Linked DNA regions of Mus musculus: regions 1 and 2 are each linked to region 3. Evidence: chromatin contacts called from public ChIA-PET and Micro-C data. All regions are on one chromosome and are shown on one strand. Each heading gives the region's core, a stretch centred on a gene start, on an enhancer-like site or on the middle of the called end of the contact. The rest is flanking DNA. Distances are from core to core; before and after follow the strand shown.

The links. Hi-C and Micro-C count contacts between places; a contact is called where the count stands out from the background. ChIA-PET counts read pairs in DNA pulled down with a chosen protein or histone mark.
Region 1: a Micro-C map of embryonic stem cells shows a contact between it and region 3, with 4 times the contacts expected there. The contact joins the promoter of Smpd3 here to the promoter of Nfatc3 in region 3. A contact is called at or near these places in 2 of 39 promoter capture datasets (cranial neural crest and pre-B cells), 1 of 484 Hi-C or Micro-C datasets (embryonic stem cells) and 1 of 115 datasets of contacts at active chromatin or transcription factors (pancreatic cancer cells).
Region 2: a contact with region 3 is called in an RNA polymerase II ChIA-PET map of memory CD8 T cells, with 797 read pairs. The contact joins the promoter of Carmil2 here to the promoter of Nfatc3 in region 3. A contact is called at or near these places in 11 of 39 promoter capture datasets (the 3T3-L1 cell line, the C10 cell line, cranial neural crest and 6 more), 2 of 484 Hi-C or Micro-C datasets (embryonic stem cells and natural killer cells), 8 of 115 datasets of contacts at active chromatin or transcription factors (astrocytes, bone marrow-derived macrophages, double positive thymocytes and 5 more) and 3 of 9 other capture datasets (adipose tissue, embryonic stem cells and liver).

The regions. Positions count from the first base shown.
Region 1 is chr8:106,336,370-106,339,492 of GRCm38.p6, forward strand. Smpd3 (sphingomyelin phosphodiesterase 3, neutral) reads right to left here and starts at 1,596. Exons shown (of 9, transcript NM_021491.4): 1 at 1,443-1,596.
Region 2 is chr8:105,684,565-105,687,702 of GRCm38.p6, forward strand. Carmil2 (capping protein regulator and myosin 1 linker 2) reads left to right here and starts at 1,710. Exons shown (of 39, transcript NM_001357333.1): 1 at 1,710-1,749; 2 at 1,996-2,087; 3 at 2,182-2,232; 4 at 2,805-2,867; 5 at 2,989-3,113. The coding sequence starts at 1,710. Gm33578 (a long non-coding RNA gene) reads right to left here and starts at 1,656. Exons shown (of 2, transcript XR_387987.3): 1 at 1,597-1,656.
Region 3 is chr8:106,058,136-106,061,431 of GRCm38.p6, forward strand. Nfatc3 (nuclear factor of activated T cells, cytoplasmic, calcineurin dependent 3) reads left to right here and starts at 1,455. Exons shown (of 10, transcript NM_010901.3): 1 at 1,455-1,858. The coding sequence starts at 1,756.

The sequences.
Region 1 (3,123 bases), core at 346-2,845, 280 kb after region 3:
AGGGCATGAGGTTGAATGGGTTTAGTCAGCATGCTTCTTCAGATCCCCTCAACTGCAAGGTAGAGTCCCTGGTCATCCCTGTCCTCGTGGTCACAAGTCCTGCCTCTAGTAACCATCAATCCCATCGCATTCTTGGGGCAGGACTGGCAGTGGGGTTGGAAGGTGGGGACAGAGAAGAGTGTATGGCACAGGACCCAGCACAGCACAGCCACCTCCTCCCTCGGGATTTTCCATCCCGGCTCGCGCGGGCCCGCGAGGAGCGAGCGCGCTTTGTCTCTCTCGCTCTCTCTTCTCCTAGCACGTTTCCGTGGAAGCTACCCGTGCCGCGCCCGAAGCCCCCCTTCCTCAGCCGCGCCCCTCGCGCAGTCCAGCCCTGCACGCCTGCCAGTGCCGCCACCGCCGCTTTGTCCTCCCGTGGATGCCTGGGCAGAGCGCGAAAGCCGGGCACCTGAGAGCAACCCCTGCTCGCAGGGTACCAGATCTCGGCGTCCAGATCTGGAGCGCGCTCGGCATGCAGCGGAGCATCCCTCCAGGATCCGCGAACGCGGAGGAGCTGCGGGTTGCTGGAGAGGGAGACCACTGGGTCCTTTCCCTCAGGTGCCCATCTAGACTCTTAGCCGTGGTGCTGGAGCTCTAATTCCCGGGGTGTGGCGGAGCAAGAGAGATGATCTCCACTCTCTACTGCCTGGGACCTGGATCTAGGTGGAGAGGGCCTGGGAAATAAGATCCAGGTAGGGAGGGGTACCTCAGACTCTCACTTCTACCCACCTCCCACACCCAGGCTATTCAGACCTTAGGTGCGGCTCCATCACAGAAGACCCAAGCATCCATCAGTGCTTGGAGCAGGGTGGGGAGGAGTCCTGCAGCCCTTCACTTTCTCCATTCCCAAAAACAAATATCCCACAAAGAACCCAACTGTGAGCAAGTCATAAGGGGAGAGCCTGGATGTAAAGGAGGGCAAAGGGAAGGGTCTCCCTAACAACTCGAAACCTAGGAGAGTCTAAGAGGAGGGGAGGTGTCTCATCAGTCACATCCCAATCCCTGTTTGCAGCCTGTTTGCAGCCTCGAGCTGGGGTGTTGTAAGGAAGGGTCCCTCTATCTCCAAACCTCTCATCCCAGAACAGTCCCTCCATCCTCAACAACCCAAGCAGCCTTGACTTTAGGCGCAGGAAAAGGGAGACTCCAAGCCTTTTTCACGCTCTCCTACGAGAGACCAGAGAGGGTCTTCCAGCCCTTCATCCCTTACACTCAAGAAGCTCTTTCACCATACGACAAAACCCAGCCGAGGTTGCTCCGACCTCAGGCCCTGGGCCACGAAGAGGCCCGCAGTCAGTCCCTCCAGCTCCACGGACAGATGGTGTTAAGTGCGGCGAGGACACGTCCCATCAACTCCCCAGGCCCCCCTCTCCTCAATAAAACAAAAGCAAGTCCTTAGCACCCACCTCAGGTGGCGCACAGGAGGGCGCTCGGTGCGGGGCAGCGCACGCGGCGCCTCCCAGCTCCTCGCGACCGGGGCTTCCTAGAGACGGCTCTCGCGGCGGCGATGGTTACAGCGACCGCGGCTCTGGCATCCGGAGCCTCCCTCGGACTCAGCACCTGGAGCGGCGAACAGCTCCGCGCCTCATTCCGCTGACCCCGCCTCCCGCGAGCTGCTCTGGCCAATGGAGACGCAGGATCCGCCCAGGAGGTTGCCTATTGGGAGGTTCCGGTCCCTCCGTTGGGACCTCGCCCCCAGAGACCGCCCAAGTGTTTGCTCTGCCTGCTGGAACATGTAGTCTCTTAGGGCTGTGGAGTGGGCTCGTGCCGCGGGCTTGTAAACAAATGGACTACATTTCCCAGAGTGCATTGAGGAGCCCTAGGCGCGGAGGAGGGTGGGAGGACTGTTTCCATAGCAAACTCAGCCCCTTGGGGAATGGGGGATGGGGAAGTGGGGCAGGCCTTGGGACCCTTGCAAGACCACATGTGATCTGTGGTTAGCGTCTTGGAAGACGGATTCGGTTATCTTTTTCTCTCTGTTTCTACTTGAGGACCCTGGGCCTCAGTTTCCCTGTCTAGGAAGAAAGGTAACGAGACGGCCTCGCTGCAACACTCGGTGGAGCCAATCGAGAGCGAGACGCTTTGGTTCCTCCCCACCAGAGATAAAGGATACTGGAGGAGACCTTCACACCTCAATCTGAACTTTTATATTTTTTCCTTAATTCTGACACTGAAGGTTTGTTTGTTTTTTTTGTTTTGTTTTGTTTTTTTGTTTTTTTTTTTTTGTTTTTTTTCTTCTGGCCACATTCCTTGCGCCACTAGGACCTTTCCTTCTTGTCCCCACATTTTTGCAGTCTCTCCTTCAGTACTTTCTGGTAGAGTGAGCTGCTTCTGCCTAAAACCTTTCACAGGCTTCCTCGGGCCTCTGGGATCAAATCCACTTTTCACAGCAAAGCTGGAAAGTCCCTTGAGAATTGGACTCCACTCTCGTTTGCATCGTTCTGAACTTTGGAAACTGGCAAGCCTTGAGTACTGATTTTTCTCTCTTCCTCTGATCCCCTCCATCATGCCGTCCTCCAACTCCTCAACATCCTTTAAGCCCCAGTTTAAATGTTGCCTTGATGTGTGACGACTTCCTTGATGTTCTGCCGAGTGTTGCACATCTTCTGTGTCTGTCAGCCTCTACTTCCCCTATTTGATTTGCATGTTTACACACCCAGCTTCCTCATGAAACTAAACTTATAAAGCAGAGGCAAGTCCTGTATTATTCATATTTATAGTTCCGTGTCTACAACCTCTGACATACAGGAGGCACTCAACAAATGCTGAGATTTACCTATAGTTATTGAAAATGAACAGCGGTTTATCTGATTTCAGCATACACCTTCAAAAAATGTTTATTTTCTAAGGTGTTTCCCACTCCTAAAGATGTTCACTAGAAGGATGCTACTGGTTGAAAAAAAAAAGTTTAAATGCCATTCATACTTTTAGGATTGGTTGGGATTTTGTCTGAATGTCCCAGGGTCTTTCTACTACTGTGGTTCTAGAGAAATATATTTGTGCCTGCTATTCCTGTCAATTCCCCCACTAAATGTCACCAGTTCCTCTATTTTAGCTGTTGGCCCTACTTTCTATGTCTAAATGCCT
Region 2 (3,138 bases), core at 460-2,959, 370 kb before region 3:
TCAGATGGCCTTAGAGTTAAATTTCAGGCTCGGGCTAAGAGGCATAGGGGCCTTCTGGTTCTGCAGCTCTTTTGTATCAGCTCCAGCGAGGCCGTCCCTGTCGGCCTTTATATGTCATACCATATACTTGCCTAAGTGTCACTGCCTTCCTCCAAGTTGTTTCTCCTTTATATCTACTTTCCACCTTCTATGTTTCGGTGGAAGTTGGCAAGTCGGCAAACATGTTAAAGGGCTGTCGCTTCACAGCACAAGAAATTGAACTCCGGTTTCATGTAGATAAATACTACTGCCATTAGCCATTTTATTTTGAAGACACGGGGTCTCTCTGTGTTGTCCAGGTTAGCCAGAAAGTCCTGGGCTTAACATGAACCAGAGTGACTGGGACTTGGTGGAGAGGGTCCCGCTTAGAGGACACTCCCAAGTCATCCTCTGTCTGGGAAAGGTAGAGATGGGACAGAAGCCTAAGAGATTATAATACATAGTTGCTTCTGCTCTCCAAGACTTTGTCTTTCTCTTTTGCTGAACTGTGGGTAGGGCAGTTAGAAGTGGGATTTAATGAAGTCTGTGGGGTGGGGGTGTGTGGGTAAGATCTGAATCAGCCCCTTTTGTAGGGTAGCATGCTTCTGGCTAGTATACTCATCCCAGCTCTAGGCTCAAGTGAATCCTCCCTGAACTTCAATGCAGACAACCTGAGAACACAAATACCAGCACCAGCCTTCAGTGAGATTCAGGTCATAAATTAGCTACAGATGTTCCCAAAGAGCCCGCATCTAAATGAGAGGAACCTGTTACAAAGGATTATGGCTAATCTGGTTTTTGAGACAAGGACTATAGACCAGAATGACCTCAAACTCAAGAGTCCTCCTGCCTGGACCTCCCAATTAAAAGCAGGCACCAACCATGGTCCAGTCAAAAAGTCTGGCACACCTCTAAAAAGTGCAGCCCAGGCCGGGTGGTGGTGGCGCACGCCTTTAATCTCAGCACTTGGGAGGCAGAGGCAGGTGGATTTCTGAGTTCGAGGCCAGCCTGGTCTATACAAAGTGAGCTCCAGGACAGCCCAGGCTACGCAGAGAAACCCTGTCTCGGGGAGAAAAAAAAAAAAAAAAGGGTGCAGCCCAGCCTCTTTTCTTCCTGCCTGTTTTTACAGTGCTGGGATTACAAATAGGTTGCCAGACTCTTAAATTCGTATCTGAGCAGGGCAGAACCTTGGGTGGTGGGTAATTTTTACTGCACAGAGACACAACTGCTCTGGCTTCCTTTGAGTTACTCCAACCTACCCAACCTGTGTCTTGGGATAGATCAAGTTAGTTAGGCCTTTGGCATCCCCTGGAGGGTGGCGTCCCCTGGTGTTTGCGCCCGGGACTACGGGGCAGGGTGGAAGTAGGGCACCAGGCAAGGGGTGAAAAGGCAAGACCCTCTCCCCTACACACCACACCCATGAGTACCCGAGTACGCGGAAGGAAAAGTCCCTGAGCGACAGCAACAGTCAAGATTCGACCATCCTCCCACAACCTCCCACCCGGGGCGAACTCAGCCAACGAAGCCGGGGCGGGGAGGGGCCGGGCCGGGGGCGGCCTGGCAGGAAGAAGCGCGTACCTTCCGCTGCAGGAGGAGCAGGTGGCTGCACTGCTGCCTGGGCCCCTGGCTTCCTGTGTACGCTCCTGCCGGCTGCTTTTTCCCGCCAGAGCTCATTGGGCCGTCCCGGCCCTATGGCACAGACCCCAGACGACATATCCTGTGAACTGCGAGGTAAGCCCTGGGAGCCCACCTGGCCATGAAGAGCCTGACTCCAAACCAGACCTCTCCTCTCGGCGCCTTAGGGAACTTGACCAGGGGTTTTTGTTCTGGAGGGAGGGCCAGTGCCTAAAAGTCCGCTTCATTTCTTCCTAGCTGATCCACACATGAATACCTGGGCACTCAGTCTAGCACAGACCTTGGGCACAGAGTGGCCCTAATAGAGGAGCCAAAGTCACCCAGTAGACTGTCTTTCCACAGGCGAGATCACCAGGTTCCTGTGGCCCAAGGAGGCGGAGCTGCTGTTGAAAACCTGGCTTCCCCAGGAGGGTGCCGAGCAAAGCCATATCCTGGTATGGTAGCCAGGAGTGAAGCTCAGGACAGTGGCCAGACCCTGCACAAAGAAACTTGATTTCCCTAGAGTATTAGTCTTTTGTCTCCCCCCAGGCACTGCTTCGATGGAGGGCATATTTGCTGCACACCTGCCTTCCCCTGAGGGTGAGTCCCAGGCCGGGCCAACACCCCTTCCCCTTCAGCAAGGGACTGCCTTGCGCAGCTGTCTTCTTTGCCCATGCTGGCTTTTACTTTCCAACAGCAGACAGGAGGGAAGTCTGGGCAGGTCTAGCTCAGGATGCCACAAAATCATGGGCTGTGGAGAGAGGACCTGGGTTCAATTCTCCCACCACCAGGTGGGCTCACAAGTGGTTGGAACTCTAGTTCGAAGGCACCCACCACCGTCTTCTGGCATCTTTGGGAACCAGGCACACAAGAGTGGTACAGAGACAAACATGCCAGCAAACACCCAATAGTACAATTTTTAAATTTTAAGAACAAGCTAGGAGGTGGTGGTGCACGCCTTTAGTCCTGGCACTAGGGAGACAGAGGCAGGCAGGCCTGGTCTACAGAGTGAGCTCCAGGACAGCCAGGTCTACACAGAGAAACCCTGTCTCAGGAAAGAGAAAGAAAGAAAGAAAGAAAGAAAGAAAGAAAGAAAGAAAGAAAGAAAGAAAGAACGAACTAGGCTCAAGAGAGTAGCAACAGTCAGTTGGAATGACTCTGATGCTTTCCAGGTGGACTGTACATTCAGCTACCTGGAGGTCCAGGCCATGGCACTACAGGAAACACCCCCTCGGGTAAGAAAGCTGGACCCCAACTTGAACATACACTCCGCTTGATCATTTATTCCTACACATATCACTCTGAATGGACAGCGCTTCCACCACACAGGGATCCAAAAGGCTCCTCCTTCCCCAGGTCACCTTTGAGCTGGAGTCCCTGCCTGAACTGGTCCTGGAGTTTCCCTGTGTGGCTGCCCTCGAACAGCTGGCTCAGCATGTAGCTGCTGCCATCAAAAAGGTCTTCCCTCGCTCAACCCTTGGGTGAGGCTTAGAAAATCCAAGGGGT
Region 3 (3,296 bases), core at 205-2,704:
ACCATGCCCACTCATACAGCATCACCTTTGGTTTCTGATCATTGGTCCTTCCATGGAACAAGCTTTGCTCGTCTTTTGCTTGGATCTCCAGTTTCTACTACTCCTGTAGCGTGTGGGTGGGTGTTCAATGTCCTCAGAGCTCCTATCACAGCTCTAATCTCTTTGCACAGTAATTATATATTTGCTATTCCTCTCTCTCTCAACCCTGATGGGAGACTATCTCTGTATCTCTGTGTCCCTCATAAGTACTGGTAAAGCCCTGAGCAGGAATAAACCAGTCCAAGATGAATGGCTCACGAGCTCAGAACATTCCTTGCTCTTCTGACCCTAGGCTTAGCCGGGGTCCCCCTGAGGCTCACTTAGTAGCCCAGGAATCACTGAGATGCAGAGATCTTTGCAAGGAGCTTGTGCTTGCTCCATTCTCCCAGGGGCTTTTGTGAGTAGTATCAGACTTGCTGTCGTGGAGGAGGTGGTCACTGGCTTCTCCCAACTCCTTCTCTTAATCATGCGCTAAGTAAACAAGACTGAGTCCCCAGACTCCAAGGGATGGTGTCTTGGGCCATCTCATGTCTCACCGGGGAAGGCAGACTCTTTGAGGTGAAACCAAGATTGAAAGCCGGTTCTTTTTGACAGCGTCACTTCCTATATGTGGGCTTTCCTTGCTCGGGTGTCACAATGCCTTAGTCTCACGGTTATGTACTAAGATGCAGAGGCCAAGAAGGGTACTTTTCTCTGTGTCTGCTCAACTTCCGTCAAGGACCAGACCTGGTCCCTCTGATTTAGGTGAGGCCTAGCTAGAATGCATGGCATCCTCTCCGGGCCGGCTTGAGGGGACAAAGGCACAGCCACTGAGACGGGGCCCCACCCCAGAAGGGTGGCTCTGAATCGACTCCAGACTTGTCTCGCAAGGTTTTCTTCGGCTCCACCCTAACCTACCCAAAAGTTCGAACCAATCCCTGGCCCTCTCCAAGTTACGCCATCGAAGTTGGTATGGAGGGATGCGGGGGATGAGTGGTAACTTTTGAGGTGGTCTAACGAACGTATCCACTCTAAACTCAGCTATAAGTGAAAAGTACCTCTGTGGGGCCAAATATCCGGACACCTATAACCCTGGCGCTCTGCTACCCACTTCCTCGACATGAGCTCCGCCCGATGAGGGGGAAAAAGATAGTCTCCAATTGGCCTACGTGGGTTCCCAATCTAATTAGACAGCGCTATTGGCCCTACCCTGGTCTTGGTTTAGAAACTGCGGAAGAAAGAGAGTTTTAACTACAACTTCCGAGAGGGAGCAGGGCTCTGGCGCTTCTTGCTCACGTGACTTCCTCCTCGCAGAGGACTCACGCGATAGGTCGGTGAGGAGGCGGGGCCCGTGGCTGTCAGCGGGGCCAGCGGCCTATGGGCTGCCCCGTCGGGCGGGAGCGCGGCGAGGGGCGGGGCTGGGCGCGCTGCAGGGCGCGGGAGCGCGCCGGCGGCGGTGGCGGCAGTGGCGGCGACTGTGGGGGTGGGGGGCGGGGAGCCTTGGTTGAGGCGACCGTGGCTTTTCTGCACCCTCGACCGGCGGCGGTGACGGCTCCCGGTGCGGCGGGGCGCTCGGCCAGCTTTCTAGGTCGGAACGGAACGCTCGGCCTCGCGGGCCCCGCCCGGAAAGTTTGCAGTGGAGCCGCGACCTCCTGGCCGGCGCGGCCCAGCATGAAGCGGCGCTGAGGAGCCGCCGCGGCCGCCTGAGGAGGAGGCGCTGCACCCCGGGCCACGCCGATGACTACTGCAAACTGTGGCGCCCACGACGAGCTCGACTTCAAACTCGTCTTCGGCGAGGACGGGGCACCAGCGCCGGTGTCCCAGGTCTCGCGGCCTGCAGGTGGGTGCCGGGCCGGCCGGGACTGTGGAGCGTGCCCTCGCCGCGCTCCCGCCAGCTCGCCTTCCCCTCGGTCCCCCTGGTGCGTGCGGGTGGCGAGGAAAGCCCGATTTAATTTGAGGAGGAGAAGGAGGCGTGTGGTTCGGGGCGACGTGGAAGTGTCTTGGCTGCGAGCGAACTAGTAGGGAACTCGACTCCGAGAGGCCAGTGGCCGGCGGACGCCCGGGCTTTGGAGGCAGAGGTTGTTGGGGCCAAAGCCCCAAGAGGTTTCTGGTTGTCGTAGCTGTGCCAGCGTGGTGCAGAGGAAATGTCTCCGAGAAGTGTAAGCGCACTTCGCTGTCTTTAGGCTAGTTGTAAAATTCTTTATTTGAAAGATGCGTGTTTTCAAATTCCACTTTAAAAAAAAATCTACTTTGCTAGAAGAGCGAGTTCGAGTTAGTGTCCACTTGTGTAAATTTATATTCCATCCACGCTTAGTTTCAAGTATACTATAACGGACCTTTCTGAAAACTGGGTTGTTTTGCTTGGGCAAAGTGTTTCTGGAGATTAAAAAACAAAAACAAAAAAACAAGATACGTTGCCTTTTAAAATTACAGTTCTCCTAGAATGTTCTAGAAGGCATTTTTTAATAATTTTAAAAAAAAAAGCTCTTCTCAGAAGATGTTTTAAAAGATAAGTTGGGAAAGCTGGACACCATAATGCTTGCGGGTCAAACCAGTCAGTAAATAGAAACAGGATGATGACTGGGGACTTAACTCTCTCCTGTGACCTGGTTTGGAATAGTGTGGTTCGTTAAGTTCAGCTTCCCTATTACATATGCAAGAGAACTTAGAAAAAGAAGATGGATAAGAGTATTCATGTTTATTCTTTCCAGTATTAAGTGAATTATTTAAATTTTTTCATAGTATTGTGAGGGCTAATACATTGTTTTCTCAGCGTTGCATTGAATCTCTAGGTGGTACAATACCTTTTAGTTCCTTTTCAGCCTTCGTATACTGTTTTCAACGTAATAAATATAAAGTTAAGAGTTGACTGTAGAGCCGGGGCGTGGTGACGCACGCCTTTAATCCCAGCACTCGGGAGGCCGAGGCAGGCGGATTTCAGAGTGAGTTCCAGGACAGCCAGGGCTACACAGAGAAACCCTGTCTCAAAAAACCAAAACCAAACAAACAAAAAACAAAACAAAACAAAAAACCCAGTTGACTGTATTCATTTCCAGTCCCATTAGCATTATTTTAATCAGCCTTAATGTCGAAGATACTAGTGGATACTCACTGGGTAGTGTATACTGATGCAGGCTCCTGCTCCTGATGAAAATTGGGAAACAGATGAGACACAGCTCAAACAGCTATTACTCGGCAAACTAAATTGTCATAAATTTTATATATAAAATAGAAAAATGGGGTTTATGGAGCTGATGGCATTGAGTTGCACTTAGGTT